Linked DNA regions of Mus musculus: region 1 is linked to region 2. The links are chromatin contacts, called in public Hi-C maps. All regions are on one chromosome and are shown on one strand. The core of a region is the stretch at or near the end of the contact, and the rest is flanking DNA. Distances in the headings are between cores, read along the strand shown. Region 1 overlaps Gm36235 (a long non-coding RNA gene). Region 2 has its middle 16 kb from the start of Gm46335.

The links. Hi-C and Micro-C count contacts between places; a contact is called where the count stands out from the background.
Region 1: a Hi-C map of bone marrow-derived macrophages shows a contact between it and region 2, with 1.5 times the contacts expected there. The contact joins two enhancer-like sites. A contact is called at or near these places in 1 of 15 datasets of contacts at CTCF or cohesin (CD8 T cells), 5 of 484 Hi-C or Micro-C datasets (the C10 cell line, Th1 cells, bone marrow-derived macrophages and 2 more) and 2 of 115 datasets of contacts at active chromatin or transcription factors (CD8 T cells and embryonic fibroblasts).

Annotation. Positions count from the first base shown.
Region 1 is chr12:16,005,878-16,011,426 of GRCm38.p6, reverse strand. It overlaps Gm36235 (a long non-coding RNA gene), which reads left to right. Exons shown (of 8, transcript XR_872507.1): 2 at 4,185-4,290. Among named protein-coding and RNA genes, the nearest start is that of Gm36235, 6.9 kb to the left of the region's middle. Within about 2 kb of position 3,051, at least 112 of the 459 cell types and tissues checked have an H3K27ac peak or open chromatin away from gene starts, as enhancers often do. A contact at or near this core is called in bone marrow-derived macrophages, where this site is marked.
Region 2 is chr12:15,909,992-15,915,473 of GRCm38.p6, reverse strand. No RefSeq gene overlaps it. Among named protein-coding and RNA genes, the nearest start is that of Gm46335, 16 kb to the right of the region's middle. Within about 2 kb of position 2,878, at least 14 of the 459 cell types and tissues checked have an H3K27ac peak or open chromatin away from gene starts, as enhancers often do. A contact at or near this core is called in bone marrow-derived macrophages, where this site is marked.

The sequences.
Region 1 (5,549 bases), core at 1,802-4,301, 96 kb before region 2:
TGAAGAGCGAGTTCCCAGGCCTCCATTTGCATCCACAGAGGTGTCAGCATACTCAAGTGAGCTGCCTTAACACAGAAACCCTGCCCCTAGTATATCTTTCTATCTTTGTGGCTTTGCCCATGTGTATGTGGAGGCCGGAGGGTGACATTAAATATCCTCAATTGCTCTCTAGCTTACTTTTTAAAAAAGTTCATTTTATTTCATTTTATTTTATTTTATTTATGTGTATGAGTGCTTTGCCAGCATGTTTGTATATGCTGCGTGTGTGTGCCTGTTGTCCCCAGAAGACAGAAGAGGGCATCGCATTCGTTGGGAAGAGAGTCATGGGTGTTGGTTAGTTACTATGTGGGTGCTGAGAAACTGAACCCCAGGTCCTCTCCGAGAGCAACAAGTGCTCCTAAATGCTAAGCAACTAAGCTACTTTTTGAAACAGGCCCTTTCACTGAACTTGAAACACATCAGTTCAGTTGGGCTAGCCGGGCAATGGGTTTCAGGGCTCCACCTGCTCTTCTTTCCCAGAACTGATATTACAAAAGTGTCTCTGAGCCTGGCTTTCTATGTTGGTGCTGGCGTCCAAACTCATTCTCTCATGCCAGCAGGACAAGCATCTCTCCAGCCTGTATTCTCCTTTTTTCTCTCCATGACATTCGCTCTGCATTTCGGTTTCTCTTCTGGTCATGCAAGGAAGGTGGGAGCCCTATAAACTTGACGCACAACGATAAGCTTGACGCAGGACGGCTGACCAACCTGCTTTCACCCCAATGTGATTTCTGACTTTACCTAGCTTGTCCAAAGACTGACGCTTCCATCTATCTCCTCATTCTTAGGCTAACTTCATAAAGTGGCAACAGGAGCTCTTGTAACAGTTAACACTAACGCGCTTTCCTCAGTGTGGGGGATAAAGAATCTCTCTTCCTTTTTCTCTTGCTGCATAGGGAAAGAGCCACACTCATCTTTATTCCCACACAGTGAGCTTGCCTTAGGCGATTCCGGTTGGGGAGGAGTGTCTCCTTTCGGTGAAATCTGAGCAAGCTGGGTGGGAAGGAGAGGGCACAGGGCATGAACTGGGGATGCAAGTGGGTTGTAATGGCAGGCTTTGCGACTTTCTCCCTGCACATAGTAAATTAATTCAGTCATTAAAGCTGAGTTTTGGAAACAAAGCTAAGTTAGGAAGGAGAAAGCCATGGCATACCAGGGTCCTCCTGCCTGTGTGCACTCCTGTGAGAACCACCGTAGCCAAGTCCTGGCTTCATCAGGAGACACGGAGAAATGTCCAAATGCCAATCTACAGCTCCAGAGACATCTGCGGCAGAGCCTTCTCGCCAGTGTCCTGGTGAGGAAACTGAATAGTGCAAGCTGGAGAAAGTCAAACAGGCCTCCAAGAGGCAATTCTTGGGGCTTTCTGGCTCCCTTCCTGCAATCTGCTAGGTCTTCCCTAAGTGTGGCAGCTGCTTCCACTGTCTGCAGCCTTTGCTGTCAGTGATTCATCAGCAGACAACTTGCTAATTTTTTGTCTGGAACCTCTTGAAGTATAATAAGCAGGGTTATTTAAAATAATAATAATAATGATAATAACAATACAAAGGCCAGGTAGAAGGCTCATGGACTGCTCAGACCAATCTGAGTGCTTCTTTTCTCTCCATATGGAGGAAAGATTCTTCATACCCCAGATAATATGTTAAATTAGTAGAAATCATTCTTTTTAGCAATTATTGTCTAGAGCTGAGTAAGATGTGGATATTAATTGATGCAGCTTTTCTTTCATATACTATTTTTGCATTGTGGATACATTCTTGCAAATAATGAGGCAATTTTGCCTGGTTGAAAGAGCCTTTTTAAAAAGCACAATTTAAGGATTTAAAGGATGATTTCATGTGAGGACTTGGGCAAGGAGAAACACAAGGCACATGAAGACAGTGTTCTTTTGTTGGCTGTTTGGGTAGCGGGTGCACGTTTGAGGTCCTGTGTTGTTATGCAGGAAAGGGTGGGAACTCTCCTCCACCCTTCCCCTTCCTGCCCCACACTAGCTGAACAGGCATGAGAAGGTCAGGGCTACTCATTCCAAAAGCTAGCAGAGACCAGGGTTTGCAAATCAGTGCTGCCCAGCAGGCCTGGTGTGACTACAAGCTTGGCTTAAGCCAGCTACACAGTCAAAACTATACCAAAAAGAGGCAGAAGGAGATGACGTAGTAACATGTTAATTGGCAGAGGTAAACAGCTCAGTCTCTGAAAGCAAAATTCAGAAGAGGAGAGCATAGCTCTCTGGTAGAGAATTTGCCTAGCAGGTATCCTGGGGCTGAAATGTAGCAGTTAATAATTAATATAACTGTATGCTTGTGTGAATTACTTCCCAGGAAAGCTGATACAATGGGATTAGCCACCCAACCCCCCCTCAGCACTTCCTTCAGAAGTGACCACCTCAAGCCTGCTCAGAGACTGAGTGTCAGAGGCAGGTGGGAGGTGGGGGCTTAAGTACACACTTTTGTACACACTTCCTACTATACTCTCTTTGGGGTGGGGGATGGGCTGTAACATCTCAGGATCTCAGCACAGTTAAGGATAGGAAAGAAGAGCATTTGATAATAGTTATCTCTGAGGGACAGTCTGTCTAGATGGCTTCTCAGGAGGTCTAGAAATGTCCTGCACAAACTTGTGACTTGTTTGTGAAGTCTTCCTTGGGGAAGAGCCCCTGTACATTAAACCTTAAATGCACTTAAGATAGGAAGCTCTGTGAAGGTCTTTCCTGCTGGCGAGATCAGTAGATAACTACCCACGAATGAAAAATCTCGAGAAACATGTTACAGGAAGTATGTGGATAAAGAAATGCCATGCAAACTTGCAAAGGAGATCTAAAATCGAAATTAGAAGATGGAGAGGCGCAAAAGCAATCAGAGGCTTGGTGGCTGGTGGAAGGCTTCAGAGTGTAAGACCCAGAGGCTGAAAAGAGGAAGGAACTAGCCAGCTCAAAGCCACAAGTCAGAATGAAGCCACCAGAGCAGATGTTAGACCCTGGTTTTCTGGTGTGAAAGACAGGTGTCACACTGTCTGTCTGGGCTTTATGTCTAAACATAAGAATACAGATCAGAGAGAGATCTTTGCTGATTCAACCTTGTGCCTTGGCATGTAGATGCCACCCATCCCTCCCCTGGTGACTACTTCCACATAAGGTATCTGGTTTGAGGTTCACCAATAATAATTCTCCAGGGCCACTAGTCTTAAGTCAGTGGGTCCCAGAGTTGTCAAAAGAACTATCAATAGTCCAAGGAAAAGAAAACAGATGACAGGGCTTGGAAATATTTTAACTGTCCTCTGTAAATGGTGGTTTCACATATGCAGGGGCAAATATAGCATGGCAGCCATGGTTTGCTTTATATCAAAAACTTTCTTTGGTTTTGTAGGGCTTGGGATTCTCTTTTCAAACTTGTTCTGCTCTGGAAATGCCACTCCTCTTGTTTGGCCATGATGTGCTTTCCTCCTCTCCTTCCTGTTAGGTATTGCATTAAGACAAAAGGAATTTAATGCCCAATTCTCCATCTCTAGCTCTGTGACTGACTTTAGGGGAAGCTCAGCCTGGGCAGGTACTACATCTCCACCCCAACGGAAAGAATCAGCCTCAAGACCTTTCTATCCAATCACGATGTTCTTCCCAAGGACAGGAGTCCTGCATGGCTGTCTATGCAGTAATGAAGAACAAGAGCCAAGGCTCATGTATTGGGGAAGTCACAGACTTTGTGGCTGGAGACCCAGAATGGTATCCAGGGGAATTGGGAAGGTTCCTTTAACTATCTAAAGAACACATTCCTCATTTTCAAAATTAAAGCAATGGAGCCTTCTCAGGATGTTGCTTTGAAAAATGTATAGAATATCTTGTTAACCCCTGGACCACAGAAGAATTCAATACATACTAGTTAGCATTTTTATAGACAGAGCTCATGTGGCATACAGCAGAGTCATCACACAGCACCTATCCGATCTCTAAAAGGATAGATGCATTTAAACCCTATTCAAATTCAACAAGTTTACTTACAATTTCTTTTAACTTCAGCAAACAATGAAGCTGTTATTATTTCTATGTTAGATGTGAGAGAATGAGGGTTAAATGGTATAATTGAAACAATTATTTTCTGGATAATGTATTGGGTATCTTTGACCATTAAGGAGAGTATATAATTACGTTCTTACAGTGTTACTAGAAGGCAACACTGAAGTTGAAAACAATATGGTGTCCTACACCTTCAGTGTCTGTGAAGCTTCAAGACTATTATACTTCCTGGCAGTATGTTCCAGAAGGTATGTTCTGTCCTGTCCATGTAGCATATAGTGTCCTGATGCTGTATTATGAGTCTTTTTAACAACTCAACAACCCATTTCACAGGGAAAGGGAGTGAGGTCCAGAGTCAGAGTACTACTTCAGTCCCACAAGGCTGGTGAGCTTCAATCAAGATCCAATCCCAGACCAGGGTGTCTGCAGTGCTCTGTTGTTCTCCACAACATCACACCACCTCCCACGGTTTCCAGAAATAGAATTAGTAAGCTCAGCATGACTCATGGTCTTCCTCGCCACAAAGTCATCTCAAAAATCTTTGGCTTGGAAACAACTTTGAAGGGTAACACGTCAAGCAAGGATCCTCCCTCCGCTATAGTGAGAGAATTTCTCTTGTGACATCCATCAAGAAACCAGAGGGCACTGGGACACATGCAGGCACACAGAGTTGAATTCATAGAGGGACGCTCACCAAGGTGGGAATGGCATTTAAGTCTACTGATTCGGACCTCACTCGCCACACAGCTAATGGTGCTAAGGCCCAGAGACATTTGTTAGGTATCTTAGAAGTATGCTTTGAATAGCATAGACCCATGTTATTGAGAAGAATGTTCTAGGGCAGAGATGCCAGATCCCAGGGCTACAACTGAAGAACTGAAAAAAAAAATCACACCACCAAACCACAGGACATTCAGCCTCAAAGATTCATTGCTAAACCTCCAACTCACTGTGGCAAGATCTTTTCCTTCCACACTGCTCGCAAACAATTGAAAAGACATGCTCTCAAGTTGTTGCCTCTTTCCTTTCTGTCCAGTCTCCTTGACAAAATGGAACGATCAACTCCAAAGCCTGAATCAGTGAGAGAGCGAGCAATAATCTTAGCCTCTTTTTCATGTCTAACCCTGTAAAGGGGGTATTCTAGTTTTATTTCTGTCACTGTGATAATGTTCCCTGACTAAAAGCAACTTAGAGAAAGAAGAGTTTTATTTTAATTTACAATTTCAGGTTATGTTCAGTAATTTCAAAGTAATCATGGAAGCAGGCATATTAGTTGGCTGGCCCCACCACGTGTAGTCAAGAGCTTGCTTTTGTATGGTCAGCTGCTACTTTCTTTACTGTCACACAGTGCAGGGTCCAGCCTATGAAATGATGTCACCCACATCCAGAGTGGGTCTTTCTATATCAATTAGCAGCCAAGACCCCCTACAGATGTGCCTAGAGTCCAACCTGATCTATACAATTGCTCATGAAGACTGTCTCCCCAGATAATTCTAAGTTGTGTCAA
Region 2 (5,482 bases), core at 1,629-4,128:
CATTTTCTGGTTTTCTCACTTACCCATGTTTTTATTTAAGTCTGTGTCTTACTTTACTTTGATACTGCTGAGATACAGAAGTGATTATCCTATGAGAGACTCTTCCCAAGCATTTCATTCAACACTAATACAGATCTCCAAAACCGGTTGTCAGCAATTATCCTTCCTGTATTCTATATGACTCCTCTCTCAAGCCATGCCCAGATTTCTCCTTCCGTCTAATGTGGCCAGGCCCAGGTCACACTTCTAGATGAATCCTTGGTGGTTTTGAGCTCTAATAGGCCTGCTACCTCCTACGCTCTAGGAGCTAACCTAGACCTAAGCCTCTGCCTGGAGAGATATCAGCTAAACTGCAGGAGAGGCTGTGTGGTACAGCATAGTCCACAGCAGGCAAACTGAGAGCCAATTCTCAGACACCAGGCGTGGAATACCTCTTTGATATTCGGGACCAGCTGAGCAGAAACCTCCTATAAGCCCCATGTGAGACCCTGCTCCACTCACAGGAAAGTACACATGTGAGAAATAAACTTATAAATTAGTGTCTTAAGGACAGTAAACTTCAGGGTGGGTTAAAAAGTGATATCACATGCCTGAAGCGATTGCATTAGCTTCTGAGAATCCGAACCCCAGTCTCCAGGCCTGTAAGGCTAGTGCTTTTCTACAGAGCCATCTTCTGCTCTTTGTTTCTAGACTCTATAATGGAAGCCAACTATAAGGAATGTATGTAAATAGGGTTGGAAATACAACTTCCAGCTGGACCTCTTATTGTCACCTAAACTTCAGGAAGGAGATCCTTTGCTTTTGAGCCCATCAAACGGAGACAATAATAACAAAAATGTAAGATGAGGTGCCCTGGCTTCTCTGCTGCTGCTTTTTTTTTGAGACATTTTCCAAAGCCTGAGAACAAAAGCCTTTTAGCAGGAGGAGACTTAGAAAGAAAAGGAAGTTCAATGATTTCTTTATGTTGTTGACAATAAAATGCTTCAGAAGTTTTAAAATACAGCGAGTGGCCTCTTGTTGATGTTTGGTCTGTTGCTATGTGTTGTAACGCTAAGTTCTGTACCTGAAAGTCTAGGTCTAGAAGTGAATTCTCACCTTTTACAAGCTTTTGTTGTCAAACCTTGATCCTTAATTTAAAATTATTGGTTAAATAACATGGCTACAGCCTATTACTGGGGGGATTAGAGGTAGGTGGGTTTTGAGTTACCTGGTTCAGGGTGGAGAATTGAGAGGAGAGGAGAAAGCTCTCCCTAGGTGGAAAGAGATAGACTATGAGCACATGGCCAGGAGGAAAGCAATTATTTGGGGTACATTACTGGGGAGGTAGCCAGGCCAGAAGTTAAAAAAGTAGGTTGGGGTTAAGCCCCAGTAATTGTCAAAGCCAAATAAAATAACCGTAGTCTGAGTCTCATTTATTTTTAAGCTAGTCAGCGATAAGCTTAGACTGGTTGTACTATGTGTTCTCGTTATTTAATGGGATGGGCAGATAAGCTCAGCCAAGATCTCTTGCCTTACAAGCAGGAGAACATGAGTTCAATTCTTCGAGGCCACATGAAAAGCTAGGTGTGCAGTAGCCCTGAGCTGTGTTCTTGTGAGCTTAGGCTTGGCTGGTCGTGTGCTCTTCACTTCATCATATGCTACTGCCCTGGCTTTTATGGTTCCACTGTCAACTTAGCACACCTGAAAGTTACCACACTGAAGAGTTGCTTGGACCAGATTGGCTTGTAGTCATACCTATGAGGAATCATCTTAATTGATGATTATGTGCCAGGGCCCAGCTCAGTGCACCATCCCTAGGCAAATGGGTCTAGGCTGTATAAGCAAGATAGCTAAGCATGGGGCACAGAGAGAGCCACAGATCAGCTTCCTTAATGTCTTCTGCGTCAGGTTCCCACCTTGAGTGTTTGTCCTGACTTCCCTCAGCAATGGGCTGTTAACTGGACAGGACCTTGAAATGAGCCCTCCACCCCTCATAGTTCATGGTGTTTATCACAGCAAAAGAAAAGTAACTAATGAACACCAGAATACAGTGTTGTCAATAAGTTTTAAATAACATTTTAAATTAAAAAGATAGGAAAGTGGTTGGAGAGATAGCTCAATGGGTAGCCTTCTCTGTTCAGTTATGAAGAGCTGAGTTCAAATCCCCAGCACCCAGTTATGGCCACCAAATATGTGCCTTTAATGCCCAACACTGTGTAGGCAGAGCTGTATGATTGCTGGGACTTCATGGTGTTGAGTCCATCTCCAGGATCAGTGACAGACATTGTCTCCAGGAAGTGAGACAGAGAATGACAGAGTAGAACATTAGTCATTCTCTTGTGACCTTCACATGCACAGGTGCTTGCACACAGAAACACACATACAGGCACACACACACATTTTCAAACAAATATTTTAAAAAATAAGTCATAAAGAAGTCTTGCTTCATTGTGCAATGTGTCGTTTCCCTTTTCCTCTTCCTTTTATTCTTCCTCCTGCTCCTTCCTGATTGCTAACCCAGACTTCCTTGTCCTGAGTCAGAGATGACATTGCTGGATGACACTGAATGTTCAGTGCTTTTCCTCCTTAAGAGCCAAGCCACCCTGAAACAGGCCCTCATTGTACCTCAGCTTCCTAAATGCCTGCTTCTAAAAGGAGAGGCAAGCAAGCATTGGACATGCACAGCCCTGGAAGCACTTTCTGGCCATGCCCAGAAGGAACTTTCTCACTGCAAACCAGCAATGGAGAATCTGGGTTCCCACCTCTCTTGCCTGGATAATGGTCTCATGGACAGCTTTGGGGCATTCCGGGCCACTGGAGCTCCTCAGCACGGTGTGAGCTCTTAGCTCCGGATTCTGTGGGGAAGTGGCCAAACCACAGTGATCTCACTGCATTTCTGTCCCTGTCCCACAGGACCTGACTATCCTCCTTTGCATCACCTCTACCTCCCACAGAAGTATTTATATTTGTCAGGGTGCCTTTAACCAGAAGGCTAACCCTGTTTAAGCTGCCTTTCCCTGGTTCTCGGTCAGGTGATTCAGTGTGGGACAATGGCAAGGGATTGGGGGAAGGTGCGAGGTGAGAGCTGGGACAGTTTTGTCCTTTCCTCTGCCTCCCAAGTTGTTTGGCAGCAGCTTGCAGTGTCTGCTCTGTATCTCCATCTTTGCACTGCAATGCTTGTGTAGTTTCAGCCTGTGCCCAGTGAGGGGCTTTGCCAAACACCTTGTCCACTTCTATACTACCAGCAATGCTGCTGTTCACAGCCAACAATGTCCTGGATGATTCTTAGCCTCTCAGCACCTCAAAACTCCAAAAGGATTATGTCTGTAGCTAGACAATGGCTAAAATTGTTGTATTCATTTCCCCAGCATGATCACGAGCTGCTGAAGCCAAGTACTCCACCTCTCATCTCTGTTCACATTCATCTGAATGGGTGTGTGATAAACCCCTGTCACTGTGTCAAAAACATAGTATTTGAGATCCAACCTGACAAAACTGACTGGCACCCAGGAGGTTACTGTCCATTTTCAGTGGAGTTATTTACAAATACACCTAGTCTATAGACTTCATATTACAAGTTCATAGACTCAAACCCTCTCTTCATATTTTCCTTTGAAATATTATTTCCTTTGAAAGAGGAAATGGGAATCAGGTGCATCCCCAGAAATCACCAGAAAGAGATGACATGTGATCCTCGTCACTAACTTCTGCATGACTGCCACTGGTTCCATCCTGCAGATGTGGTAACTGAGGTTCTCAGATGCTGAGGAAGTACTCTGGGTAACTTTTCTATTGTCATAACAAACAACCATGACCAAGGTGGCTTCTCAAAGAAAGCATTTAATTTGGAGCTCACAGTTCCAAAGGGTTAGAGCCTATGACCATCATGGCAGGCAGGCAGGCAGGCAGGCAAATATGGTGGAACAGTAAGAGCTTACATTTGATCTACATGCACAAGGCAGAGAACAGGAGGCACAGAGAGATCTAACTGTGAATGTATAATCTTTACAAACCTCAAAGCCTACCCCAGTGACACAGCACCTCCAATAAGGCCACACCTTCTAATCTTTCCCCAAATAGTTTCACTAGCTGGGAACCAATCATTCAAATGTAAGAGCCTATGGGGACAGTTCACATTCAAACCATACACACTCTAACTTCATATACTTAGCATATCAGTGACTCAGCATGTCATCCTACAAGTCTAAACCTTTAAGGAACACCAGATTCAAACACTGGCTAGAAATAGACTATCTGTAGAGGCTCTACTCAAGCTAGTCAAAGGGATCTTCTATTTATAATCTAAATATTCATTTATAGCACTATCCCCTTGGTTCTAATGGAGGCAATCTCTCAATTATACTTTGAGAAATATCTCAGGAAAACATGTATCTATGTTATGTCAGTTTATAGACACATCCCCAGAGCCTGAGCATAGGCTTAACACATAACCAAGTATGAATAAATGATTGTAGGATTATCAATGGAAGGAAAGAAGAAATAGAGGAGGGGGGGAGAGATGAAGGGAGGGAGAAAGAAGAATAGCCATTTTTGTTTGAATTTAAATCTGAACATTTTGCACATGAAAGTTAATGAACTTCATTTATTAACTTGCTGAATTTTATACCCAAAACCAGTGCCTTATACTGGGGAGTATGTAGTCAAATGGTATCTAACAGTTTCAATTCCTTCAAAAGTTCTTCATATTGTTATGGAGAAAAACCAAGCCAGTGGGGCAATGAGGCTTTCTAATGGAAGTGTTATGGTATTTTGTAGATTGTTGTGTGTCTGTTAAGAAGGAAACAATCAGTTCTGCCTTAAGAAAGGAAGTTAAAGACCCGATGGAGGTGGCTGTGAGTGCAAGCCCACGCTGAATGTTTGAGTGCTTGTACGTTGGCCAGTGACCTGTAGCATGGGGGAACTTTGAGTGCCACAGTCGGATGGAGTATTATGGGCTTCTGAGTGAAACTGGCTGAGCAGGGCATGACTTGGAGCATGAGACTCACACACTGAGAGGTATGACCAGAAGAGTAAGGAGGAGAGTGAGGGGAGTGCTTTATTTATATTTCATCTTGGAATAAAGTAGCCTGAGTTAGAATTAGGATTCAGCCAGTCATCTAAACCCAAAGACTGAGATGCTAAAGCTCACAGCCACTTAGCTTTCCCAGAAACTGGGAGGTAGAGAGGCTGCATTTTCCAGTCATTATTATTATTGAACTAGTTCACTGATGATTCCATGCACATATATCCTACATTCTGGTTACCCCTTCACTGCCTCTTATCTCGCTCCATTGCTATCAATCCACTCTCTTTCCCAGATTTAACACTTGGTTTTGCAATTTGACTCACGTAGTTTAACCAGCACTATCTGTGGAACCACCAGCTTGGCTCTATCCACTGGAGCCTGGTGGGGTCATGAGAAGTGGGTGCACAACTGAAGACTTCCTTGATTCTGTCAGACAGGCACAGTTCAATAGAGAGGGGTGGGATCATCTAGCCTCTC